2 separate regions of the Rattus norvegicus genome follow, and region 1 is linked to region 2. A link is a contact called in public Hi-C data. All regions are on one chromosome and are shown on one strand. Each heading gives the region's core, a stretch centred on a gene start, on an enhancer-like site or on the middle of the called end of the contact. The rest is flanking DNA. Distances are from core to core; before and after follow the strand shown.

What was found. Hi-C and Micro-C count contacts between places; a contact is called where the count stands out from the background.
Region 1: a contact with region 2 is called in a Hi-C map of the A7r5 cell line, with 4 times the contacts expected there. The contact joins two enhancer-like sites. A contact is called at or near these places in 6 of 12 Hi-C or Micro-C datasets (the A7r5 cell line, the Rat2 cell line, hepatocytes and 3 more).

The regions. Positions count from the first base shown.
Region 1 is chr6:127,364,866-127,370,452 of GRCr8, forward strand. LOC102548124 (a long non-coding RNA gene) reads left to right here. Exons shown (of 3, transcript XR_005506207.2): 2 at 1,547-1,736; 3 at 3,706-5,587. Among named protein-coding and RNA genes, the nearest start is that of Golga5, 9.6 kb to the right of the region's middle. Within about 2 kb of position 4,001, at least 5 of the 93 cell types and tissues checked have an H3K27ac peak or open chromatin away from gene starts, as enhancers often do. A contact at or near this core is called in the A7r5 cell line, where this site is marked.
Region 2 is chr6:127,100,330-127,105,921 of GRCr8, forward strand. All of the region lies in intron 2 of Slc24a4 (solute carrier family 24 member 4), which reads left to right. Among named protein-coding and RNA genes, the nearest start is that of Slc24a4, 59 kb to the left of the region's middle. Within about 2 kb of position 2,567, at least 7 of the 93 cell types and tissues checked have an H3K27ac peak or open chromatin away from gene starts, as enhancers often do. A contact at or near this core is called in the A7r5 cell line, where this site is marked.

The DNA of each region.
Region 1 (5,587 bases), core at 2,751-5,250, 270 kb after region 2:
AGGAGATTTGAATATGGCAAGGCCTCTGTGGGCATCCCCCACAAGCAGACTTTCACGTGCATACACGACTGAAAAAAAAAGCAAAGCTTTTTTTGACCTTTAAAAGCAAAATAACTCGGGGTTGGGGATTTAGCTCAGTGGTAGAGCGCTTGCCTAGCATGCGCAAGGCCCTGAGTTCGGTCCCCAGCTCCGAAAAAAAAAAAAAAGAAAAAGAAAAAACAAACAAACAAACAAACAACAAAAAAAGCAAAATAACTCTGAATTTCCATAGTTCCCCGAACAACAACAACAACAACAAAAATTTAAGAAAACCTTTCAGCAGTAAATCCAGGGTGTTTCTGACAAAGAGTAATAACTCAGAGAAAGTGTGTGTACTCTTGAGAGAGGAGAGGAGAAGGAGAGAGGGAGACCAAAATGTCTAGATTATATAGGGAGGAACCTCTGGGGAAAGGTCTGGAAAGTTCAGGATTAGAGACAGGGTTTGCCAGGTAGGGACTAAGGGATGCTGGGAGAACCTGGAGGGCAGCCTGCTCTGATATGTAAAATATCCTCCTCAGACTCTTGTCCCAGAGCGGAAACAAACACCAACATTATGTGTCTTGCTGGACTCAGAACTCACACACAGCTTTGGAGCAGAACTTCCCTGTGGTAGTTGTCCCCCAACATACACCTCCCTCCTGCATCCTGTGTTAGACTAGGGAAATATAGACCAAAGAGCAGGTGCTTACTCTGCCACTGTGTGTAGGGGCAGGAAAGACAGCTCACTTTTTCTTAAGTTTGTGTGTTTGTGTGTGTGTTGGGTATGCATAAAGGTGTGCATACAAGTGTGTACATGCATGTGTGGAGGCCAGAGCAGACTTTTTGTCTTCCTCGATTAATCTATCCACCTTATTTTGTTTAGAGGTATGGTCTCTCTCTGAGTCTGGAACTTGCTGATTTGTCTAGACTGGTGGCCATTGAGCTCTAGGGCTCCTCCTGTCTCTGTCTCCCCACTCTGAGTAGAGGAGTGTATCACCACACACAGCTTTTCATGTGAACTCTGAGGTATTGAGTTTTGAGCCTCCTGTTTGTACATCAGACACTTTACCCACCAAGCCACCGATCCAACCCACATAACTTGTCTTTTCGGTTCTCGGGTTTTCATACTAAGAAACTCTTTCTTTCTTCCTTCCTTCCTTCCTTCCTTCCTTCCTTCCTTCCTTTCTTTCTTTCTTTCTTTCTTTCTCTCTTTCTTTCTTTCTTTTTTGTTAAGATTTACGTATTTATTTTATGTATATGAGTACACTGTAGCTATCTTCAGATATAGCAGGAGTGAACAGCAGATGGTGGTGAGCCATCATGTGGCTGCTGGGATTTGAACTCAGGACCTCTGGAAGAGCAGCCTGTGCTCTTAACCACTGAGCCATCTCTCCAGCCCAGGACCTGTTCTCAATATGATTTGTATTGTGAGCTTCTGCCCTTGGAATGCTGTTAGCGTTACGGAGCCCACCAGAAATGACCTGCCAGATACAATCTATAGCCAACTGAAAGTCTTTTTTTTTTCCAGCCAGCAAGGACCACACTCAGGCATTCCAGACGTTAGTGTAACCCTAAGTGTCGGAATCTGTGGTTTTGAAGGCAACACCTCGTCCTGCAGTCTCTGTTGGCAGCTGCGGGGGGCTTCTCAGAGGAACCGGTTTAATGGAAGCTAAGTTAGAGGGGCTTCTGCATGAGCAGGCAGTTTGATGGAAGCTAAGGTAAGTTTGTTGAGACATGTTGACCTTGGTTTCCTAGAACAGAGTTTGGTAATTTTCCATGGGATTCTCCATTAAGGAGATCAAATTCTACCAACACCTGAAATAGCCTCCACACGAGGACAAGACGGGGGCTGGAGAGTTGGCTCAGCGGTTAAGACTACTGACTGCTCTTCCAAAGGTCCTGAGTTCAATTCCCATCAACCACATGGTGGCTCACAATCCTCTCTAATGGAATTCAGTGCCCTCTTCTGGTGTGTCTGAAGACAGCTACAGTGTACTCATATACACAAAATTAAAAAAAGAGTACAGAAGTGCCCTTTTCTGGTGTGTCTGCCCTGCCTTGCCCTGTCACACTGGGATGAGACAAGGCATCCAAGCCTGAGATCCTGGGAGGTGATAAATGGTCTCCTGACCATGAAAACTGTGGGCACCGACAGTATTCACAGTTGTAGTAAGACAGTGTTGCGTTTGCTTGTTTCGAGACGGGATTTCTCTGTATAAGCCCTGGCTGTCCTGGAACTCACTCTGTAGACCAGGCTGGCTTCAAACTCACAGAATCTGCCTGTTTCTGCCTCCCGAATGCTGGGATCAAAGGTGCGTACCACCACTGTCCGGCAAGACGTTACGTTTTGATAGCCGATTATGGATGAATAGAAAACTAATACATCAAACATAAATATTTCAATAGATTAATATCACAATATGTATCTCCAAAAGATAAGGATATTTCTATAGCTTGGACTTTAATTATTGCCAAAGGCCCACGTGTTAAAGCTTGGTCCCCCATATGGTGTCACTGACAGACTGTGGGATGTTACAGAAGCAGGGATCTGTGAGTCCTTGACGGCATGGATTAAAGCGTGCTGGCCTCTTCCTTTTGCTTTCTGCTCCTCCTGTGGTTTAAGTAGATTTGCTCCATTACCATGCCTCCATGGCTGCCTCCATACAGGCCAAAGGTAACAGAACCAGCTGGTCAAGATCAGAACCTCCAAACCATGAGCCAAATGAAGCTTTTACCTTTATAAGCAGATAATCTTAGATATGTATTAAAGAATTGAGGAACTGACTAATATAGGGAGTTTAATTTTCTTTCTTTCTTCCTTCTTTTTTCTCTCTCTCTTTTTTTCTTCTGGCTGTCCTCAGACTCACTCTGTAGACCTTTGCCAGTCTCTGTCCTCCAAGTGCTGGGATTGAAGGCATGCTCCCTGGCTACCAGAGTTCAAAGTCTAAGTAAGTGGTTGGGAAAAAAACAAGCAAAGCGACAAGTGTTCATGTCACAAAAGAGGCTTGAAGAGTGTGAATGAGGAAATCAGGCAAAAGTCTGAAAGTTTGTTTAAGAGGAGAGAACTATATTAGTCAGGTTCTCTAGAGTCACAGAATTTATGGAACGAATAAAGTGAGCTTATGGAATCGCTTACAGTCTGCGGTCCAACTACCCCAACAAGGGGCAGCTGCGCAGGGAGAGTCTAAGGATCTAGAAGTGCTCAGTCACAGGAGGCCGGTGTCTCAGCTGGTCTTCTGTATAAGCTGGAATCCTGAAGAAGTAGGTTCGACAGATGCACTGGCAAAGTTTGTGCAAGCAGGTGGAGAGCAATTGAACCCTTCCTCCTTCCACTGTCCTTATGTGGGTCTCTAGCAGGAGGTAAGGACCAGATTAAAGGTGAGCCTCAAGATCTGGATTAAAGGTCTGCATTGATCCGGATGAAGAGCCTAGGTCATCCCACCTTAAGACCTGGATCAAAAGCTTGTGTCTTCCTGCCCCAAGATCCAGGTCACAAGTGTGCTGTCCCTTTCTGGATTGTAGTTCATTCTAGTTATAGTCAGGTTGACAACCAAGAACAGCCACCACAAAAGCCAAACATATTTTTCTAAGAAATCGACTCCAGCAAGAGCCAGCCCATTCCTACTGTAAAAACCATAAACCCATTAGTTCTGCCCTAATGACCTAATTACTTATTTTTGTTTTGAGGTACGGTCTCTGCTTCAGCTTTCAAGCACTACGGTTCCAGACGTATATAACTAATGATTTCTTAGAGGTCCCACCCCACTCTCAACATTGTTGCACTGGGGATTAAATTTCTGGCACATAAACTGATACAAACCAACGGCACCAGAGCAGATCTAAGAGTCTTTCTCAGGAGCTCAGCGGTGGAAGCACTCGTCTCTCAGGGAAGTTTAGCTTCCAGGGAAACAGAAGAATGACCTGACACATCTGGAGGAATGTCCGTATCAGCCAGGAAGCATAAAACGTCATCTGTGGACTGTGAACAAGACTCTGTGGTCTGTGAACAAGAGACTAAAATACTTCTTTTACCTGGCAATTCAAATGGAGGGCACAGATGTATTTTTAAGTATCCAGCGCCCTCTGCTGTTGGCAGCTAGAAATGCACAAAGAGATCAATTTCATTAAAAACATTATTTGTGTGTGTATGAATGGGCGTGTGTGTGTGTGTGTGTGTGTGTGTGTGTGTGTGTGTGTGTGTGTGTGTGTGTTTCCACAGAAGAAGCTATCAGATCCCCTGGAGCTAGAATTGTAGATACTTGTGCCCAAGGGGTAGGGGGTTTGCTGGAAACTGAACTCTGTTCGTCAGGAAGAGCAGAAAGTGCTCTTAACTGCTGATTCAGCTCCCTAGTTCCCTCAATTTTAATTTTTTGACATCAGGTGGAACAAGGAAGTGGAATTACAAAACCAAACTGTAAACACACAGGACTCTCATAATGAGAATAATAGAGTAGTAACCCGAGAGCCTCCAGGGGTGGGGGAGGATGAGGTAATACGGGCTCTGGAGATTCGGAGAGATGGGGCCTCGGTGGAGTCACAGAGCAGGCCTGTGGCAGTTCCACTTCCACAGGATTTGATATTCCTGCTTTTTGGTGTTACTCTAGTGACCCTGGGATTCTTAATTTTCACATCTCTGATGACTAATTTCACGCACTTTCTCATGCGCTCTTGGCCAATTGGATGTTTTCTCTTTTAAGTGCCTATTCATTTAAGACATTGGTCAATTCTTGTTGGGAGGACTTGATACACTCTAGACACCAAGAGGTCTGTTTCATTTTCCCTGCCAGTTAAAGATTTAAAAAGCAGGGAAAGGGCTGAAGAGACGGCTCAGCTGCAAAGAGCACTGACTGAGTTCAATTCCCAGCACCCACATGGTGGCTCACCGCCATCTGTGATGGGATGTAACTCCCTCCTGAAGACAGGGCGTTTATACTGTTAGGAGGCAGTTTCCTGAGTTCAGCCATCTTAGAAACAGGTTCCACCGAGCTCACAGAATCCAAGCTGAGTTCACGTTCTCAGGCCCCACAACTGGACTCCTGCCCTGCTCCCTGCTTCGTCAGATGTTTCATGTTTGTCTTTTAACCAGTAACGGATGTCAAGAGGGAAGACACTGCTATCTTATTATCTAAACCAAGACTCGCAAGTCCTAATTGACTAGGTGCAATTTGCCCATTTCTTTCTTTCCTTATCCTTCTGAATTCCGGGTCTCCTGGGTCAGCTGACTGCATGGTGTTTGGCCATTCCTGCTTTGTTCCTTTATCGCTCTAGATTCCGGTCAGAGTCCCAGAGAGCACATGACTCCAAAAGCTGACTCAAGGACCCTGAAATCAAGTGACCTGGATCAGGCCCAGTCTCCAAGGATGACTTCCTTGCTTAACCCCTTGTGTCGAAATATGATTGGTCAACGCAACCACCCGCCCCATCCCCCTTGCTTCGTTCGAGTTCCCATCCCATAAAAATGTTGTACAATCTCCCTTTCAGGGACTTGGTTCTGAGCTCGAACTGGCCGCCTCTTTGTGGGTGCAGAAGATAAAACTTTAATTGTTAAGTTTCTGACGAGTTTTCTCGG
Region 2 (5,592 bases), core at 1,317-3,816:
GGTGGGTCTTGAAGGTACATGTCCCTAAACTAGTGAGAGCAGGACCCATGCACCATCAAAGGCCCTGAGAAGTATGCAATCTTTTTCTCGTTCTGCCCTTGGAAGGGTACCATTGTCTCTTGCCCATCTCTCCCACGTGACCATCCATCCATCCTGTCACTGGACGCTCACAACAGAGGCAGTGGGTGCCACTGCATGAGTAACTGAGGCTTCCTGATACCTCTTCCAGTGGTGGCTGGACTGGGATCTGATCCCAGACCCCTCATCCTGTGCACAGCGGCTCTCTGGATACATTGTGCTGGGCCCTGAGGGTTGTGCAGACCAAGTCAACACAGCCCCTAGAATCCAGCCCTGCCCAGCGGCTTGGCCCATCTCCTTTCCCTCTCCATAACTCCTGCCTTGGTGCTAAGGCAGAGGTGATCACACAGAAAGTTAAGTGGGGTGGTGACGTGGCCCAGAACGCCAGACTCCTCAGGGGCAAAGCTGCATCCTCTCCACCTCCTTCCCACAGTCCCTGTCCCTGCTGCACCCTCCAAAGCATAACCTCCGCCCTCCCTCAAATCCCAGGGCTCTGCTTCTCATTAGCAGCTGTCGCTTCCTGTACCTTCCCTGGGTTCCTGAACTTTGCTGCTCGAATCTTTGCTGGCCCTCGGGCTCCCTCAGCCCATGAGAGTCAAATTCCCAAGCACCTCCTTCTACTTGTTTTCTTCCGGTTGTTTGATCCCCTAGCTGGCGCCTCTCTGCTCATTTGGTCTGATACTAGGAAGTCCCTTTGGCAGAGCAGGGCATCTTCCTTCCACCATGTTTACAGAAAGCCCATCATATAGGATCCCTCCCGACACTTCTTCCCCTAGTCCAGGCTACCCCTGCTCCTCTGGATCTGTCTTCCCAGCCTACATGGTCTTCACAGATCAGGCTGACAGTTTCCCCTGGGATCACAAAAACAGTAACCCTCCACACCAGCATACTGGACCTGACCACGCTGCTGCATAGCCCAAACCCAGAGGGTCAGCTGCCAGCAGACAGGACCCAGCGCCTACTCCTCAGTGTTACGTGAGAGAGTTGCGTGAACACACCTTATTACCTTTGCTCCACTTTCCTGATGGAGGATCTGCCTCTCTGACCATCTGGTCCCGCCACTTTAAAACCTAACCTGGGTTTGGTTAAAATGGTTTCCGAAACTTTGTTTCTTTACAGCCTTTGGTTTGAGATGAGAAAGGAGTTACTCCCTGCGGCTCTACTCTGTTTCTTGTTGCAGGCAGGGCAAGGGGCCCCTAGCACCTCCAGGTGTCTCTTTCTGCCTCTTCACTTCACTCACAACCAACAGTTTTTTTTAACACAAGTGGCCTGGGGACGTTGCGGTTCTAACTTTAGGAACCACAGGCCCCATGTGGCCAGGGAGGTGGTATGGTATTGGGTAAGGTGATGCTACTCTGTATGACAAGCCCTGATATTACATCATCTTAGCAGTATTCCAGATTGGGTCTGGTGGAACACCCGCTACACAGTTACTTAGGATCCCAGGCTCCTTCCCTATTGTGGCTCAGCCTCCTCTTTGGTGGAATAACGCACTTATTGCCTGGCTGGTGGATCTGGATGATTTGTCTCTGCACTGGTGAGAATAGGGTATCTGGTCCTATACACCAGCAAAGGACCTGAGAAATGTGCCTGAATAGATGAAACTTAATAACGTTGCCATGGGAAGAGGGAACCACAGACAGCATTGGAAGGCTGCTGACTATGTCTGGCCCAGATGGGAATCGGGAGGAGGGTGGAAGAGAGTTGTCATGTGACTCGTGACCTTGATGAACAACAGACCTCCTCAGAATCTGCCCTGGTGCCCCCTGTTGCTGCTGCTGGAGAGTGAACCCCAGGGAAAGAGACCTTCAGACTCCTGGCTGCAACCCATGCCCCTGCCATGGGTACCAGCGTGTAGCCATTCCTGGCAATAGCATCGTGCTCACTCTGCTGTAGTATGACTCTGCCACTATGCTATCATGGTCCTTCCCTCTGAGTCTGGGCATAGAACTTTCTGGATCAGTAGCATGTGACAGAAAGGACTACGTGCTTATTGGAGACTCCATTAGCAGCTTCTATCTGTCTCCTAGGACTCATAGCAGTGTAGATGACAAAGACAGGTTTCCAGCTGACTTCTAGAGCTCCTCATGTGTGCCCCCACCCTGAGTGAGGCCTTCAGATGGATGACAGAGACATCAGCACCATCTACTGCTGTGCCTGAAACCTCCCAAGTACAGATGGGATTGGCCCAGCTCTGTGTTCTTATCCACTGGCTCTGGCCACAAGTGGATATTGTGGCTCCTTTCTCCACCAGCTCGTTCTCCCATCCCTGTCCCCTATCCATCATCTTTTTCTTTCTTTTAACTGTATCAGAAACTCAAGCAGGAAGTTGTCTAGTTGATAGGACAGGAATTCCAGACTCGAAAGTCCACACGAGGGAAAGAAATGTGTTGAACTGGCGAGCATATTTGGTAGCTGATGACTCCTGAGTCACTTAGCGTGACTGAAAGATGAGAGCCCTGAGCTGTCAGCCTGGCGTCGCTCCAGTCTGGTGTAGCCTCGCAAGGCTCATAGATTAGAGCTCTGGTTGCTATAACACGAGGGCTGCTCGTGTCTGGGTTGTGTGGGCAGATTTGGCTCTTAGCCACAACCGTCCATCTTAGGGCTCATCCTGTTCATAGTCAGTATTTCCTTCCAGATCATTCCATGGCCTTAGGTAGCCACATAGATGATGCCTTGGCTTGGTTTGAATACTGGTGTACTCCTCACCAAAATTCTCATGTTGAAATTTAATCTCAGTGTGGTAGAATTGAGATGTATGGTCTTTGGGGAAGTGAGGGACCAGTGTCCAGACCTGAGGGGATCCTGGTGGCCTGTGGTGTAAGGACACATAAAAGGGTCTGTCACTGACAAGGATGCTGGTACCTTGATCTTGAGCCTCTGAGCCTCCAGAGCAGTGAACTTCTGTTGCTTATAAGCTGCGTGGTGTGAGCCTCTGAGGCTCCGTCTCAACAAAGCCTTCGAGGTGCACGGAGATGTCAAAGCTCAGAGAGCATAAAGCCATTGGCCTGGGCTTGCTTCCCCTTCCCTTCCCAACATTGATATGCTACCCCAAAGTAGCATAGCAGCACTTCCTCTGGTCCCATCATCATCCAGCTAGTAACCAAATGTCAGCATGGACTGCACAGTGAGTGTGGCCACTGGGTACTGCTGTCCCACATGGAAAGAAACAGCCAGGGTATCCAGGTCCATCCAGGAGGCCAAGCTCAGCAGAGAGCTCATGCTATGATGGTCCCTGGACGTTCTTCTTAGTCTGTGTGTGTCACGTTCTTTATAAATAGGAAGGCTTTGCTCAGCTTAGGGAAAACGCACATCCATTTTTAACGTTTTAAAAAATGTGTGTGTGTGTGTGTGTGTGTGTGTGTGTGTGTGTGTGTGTGTGTGTGTGTGTGTAAGACAGAGTTGGGGAGGGATGGGGAAAGCACCTGTGGAAGTCAGAAGCAAATCTTCGAGGACTCACTACTCTCCTTCAACTGTGTGGGTCCTGGAGATTGAACTCAGAGCATCCGCCATGGTCTTTACCCACTGAGCCATCTCCCCAACCCCTAGACATCTTTCTTATAAAATAGAATTAATGCATTTCTAGAGCAGGAAGGCCATAGTGCAAGGTTCCACAGGACGTCTCAATCCCCCTGCTGTTGACACCTCCGAGGCCTCTCTGTCTGTATGGACATACCTCATTGGAGTCCCTGGACTGGGGGCAGTGTGCTTTGCTCTGTGAGAGTCTGGTCATCGGTTGTCTTGAGATGGCTCTCCTCTTTCGGGGCTGTCCTTCCTCCTCTGTACTTTTAAGTGAAGCCCTGTTGGTTCCATCTCTGACTATCTTTGGTGACAGTCTGTTTGTGTGCATCATGGGGTGAGGTTAACTGCATATGCGATCTTGGCTATCATTTGCTAAGAATGAGACTGAGGGGCTCAGATGACTCAGTGAGTAGAGCCCTTATGCTAGCAGGAGGACCTGAGTTCAAATCTCCAGCACCTACATAAGGAGCTGGCTGTGGCCACGATCATGCCCATAACCCTAGCATGGTGAGGGCAGAGACAGTAGGATTGCTGGAGCTCCCTGACTGCCAGCCTAGCTCTAGGTATGGTGAGAGACAGCCTCAGAGGAATAAGGAGGAAAGTGGATAGAACAGGACACCTGACACCATCCTGTGGGCTTTGTGTGCAGCTGCACACCCATGTGCACATATATACCCCAACGCATGCACGCACACATGCTCGTTCGCGCACATGCATGCTCGCATACACACACGCGTATGCTCAGACACGCACACATGCTCACACACGTACACATGCTCGCACACACACATGCTCACACACGCACATGCATGCTCACGCACACGCATGCTCACACATGCATGCATGCTCGCACATGCACACATGCTCACACATGCAACATGCTCACACAGCACATGCTTGCACATGCACACACATGCACACATGCTCGCACATGCACACATGCTCACACACACACACATGCTCGCACACACACATGCTCACACATGCACACGCTCACACACGCACACGCATGCTCACACGTACAGCATCGTGCCTATGGCCCTTTTGCTGCAGTACTTCACAGTTGGTTCTCAGCTGCTTGCCGTTGAGCCTGGTGTGAAATCCACCAGAGTGGCTGGCTGAGGTGGTATTTGGGAATGCAGAGGTGTCTATTCTGAGACTCCCACAGCACAGGAGCCGCCTTCTGTGCCCAGCACCTGCTGTTCCCACCTACCTCCAGCCTGAGTCACTTTTGCTTGTGGCCATCTGTGACTAAGTGAACCATCACGGCCTGGAGTTATTTGGGTTTGTGTCTTTGGCTTGAAAATGAATCTGTGTTGAGTCAAGAGAGTAACTTCTTCCACTCTCTTGCCGACTGGTGATGAGGGAGGAACTTTACACATGTGAGAAACTGGGCCAGAGCTGCGGAGCCTGCGCCCCTCCAGGCTAGCCTCAATTTAATTTTCTTTACATCTCGGAGTGTGAAGGATCAAACCCAAGGCCTTACGAACGAACGTTAATGCAATGCTCTCCCACAGCTCCTGGGGCAGGGGAGGGTGTAAATATTTATGTATTTGCTTACTTGCTCTTGAGACGGACCTTTGCTATGTGGCTCGCCTTGGGTTCAAGCCCTGGGCTCAGGTAATTCTCCTGCCTCTGCCTCCGGAGTGGTCATGACGATAGGTGTGTGTGGTGCACCATCCCAGTGAGGGTTGGATTAGCAAACTCAGAGAGGACAAGTGAGCAAGTCTGAAGGTCGGAGGAGAGAAAGTAGGGTGTGGGAGAGGATGATGAGGCTTGGGGGAGGGGTACTTAGGAGGCTGTTGGCTAGGCTAGAGCAATGGTCAGGGTCAAAGTTTGAAGCAGTGAAGATGGTTGCTGTGAGTTCCGTTTGGTGTGACCTGGAATCAACACGCTGGCGTACAATAAAGGTAGCCTGTGAGTTCACCCGAAGAAAGGTCTTTTCCTACCAATACATTTCTCACTCGAAACATTGGTGCGCTGGTTCAAAAT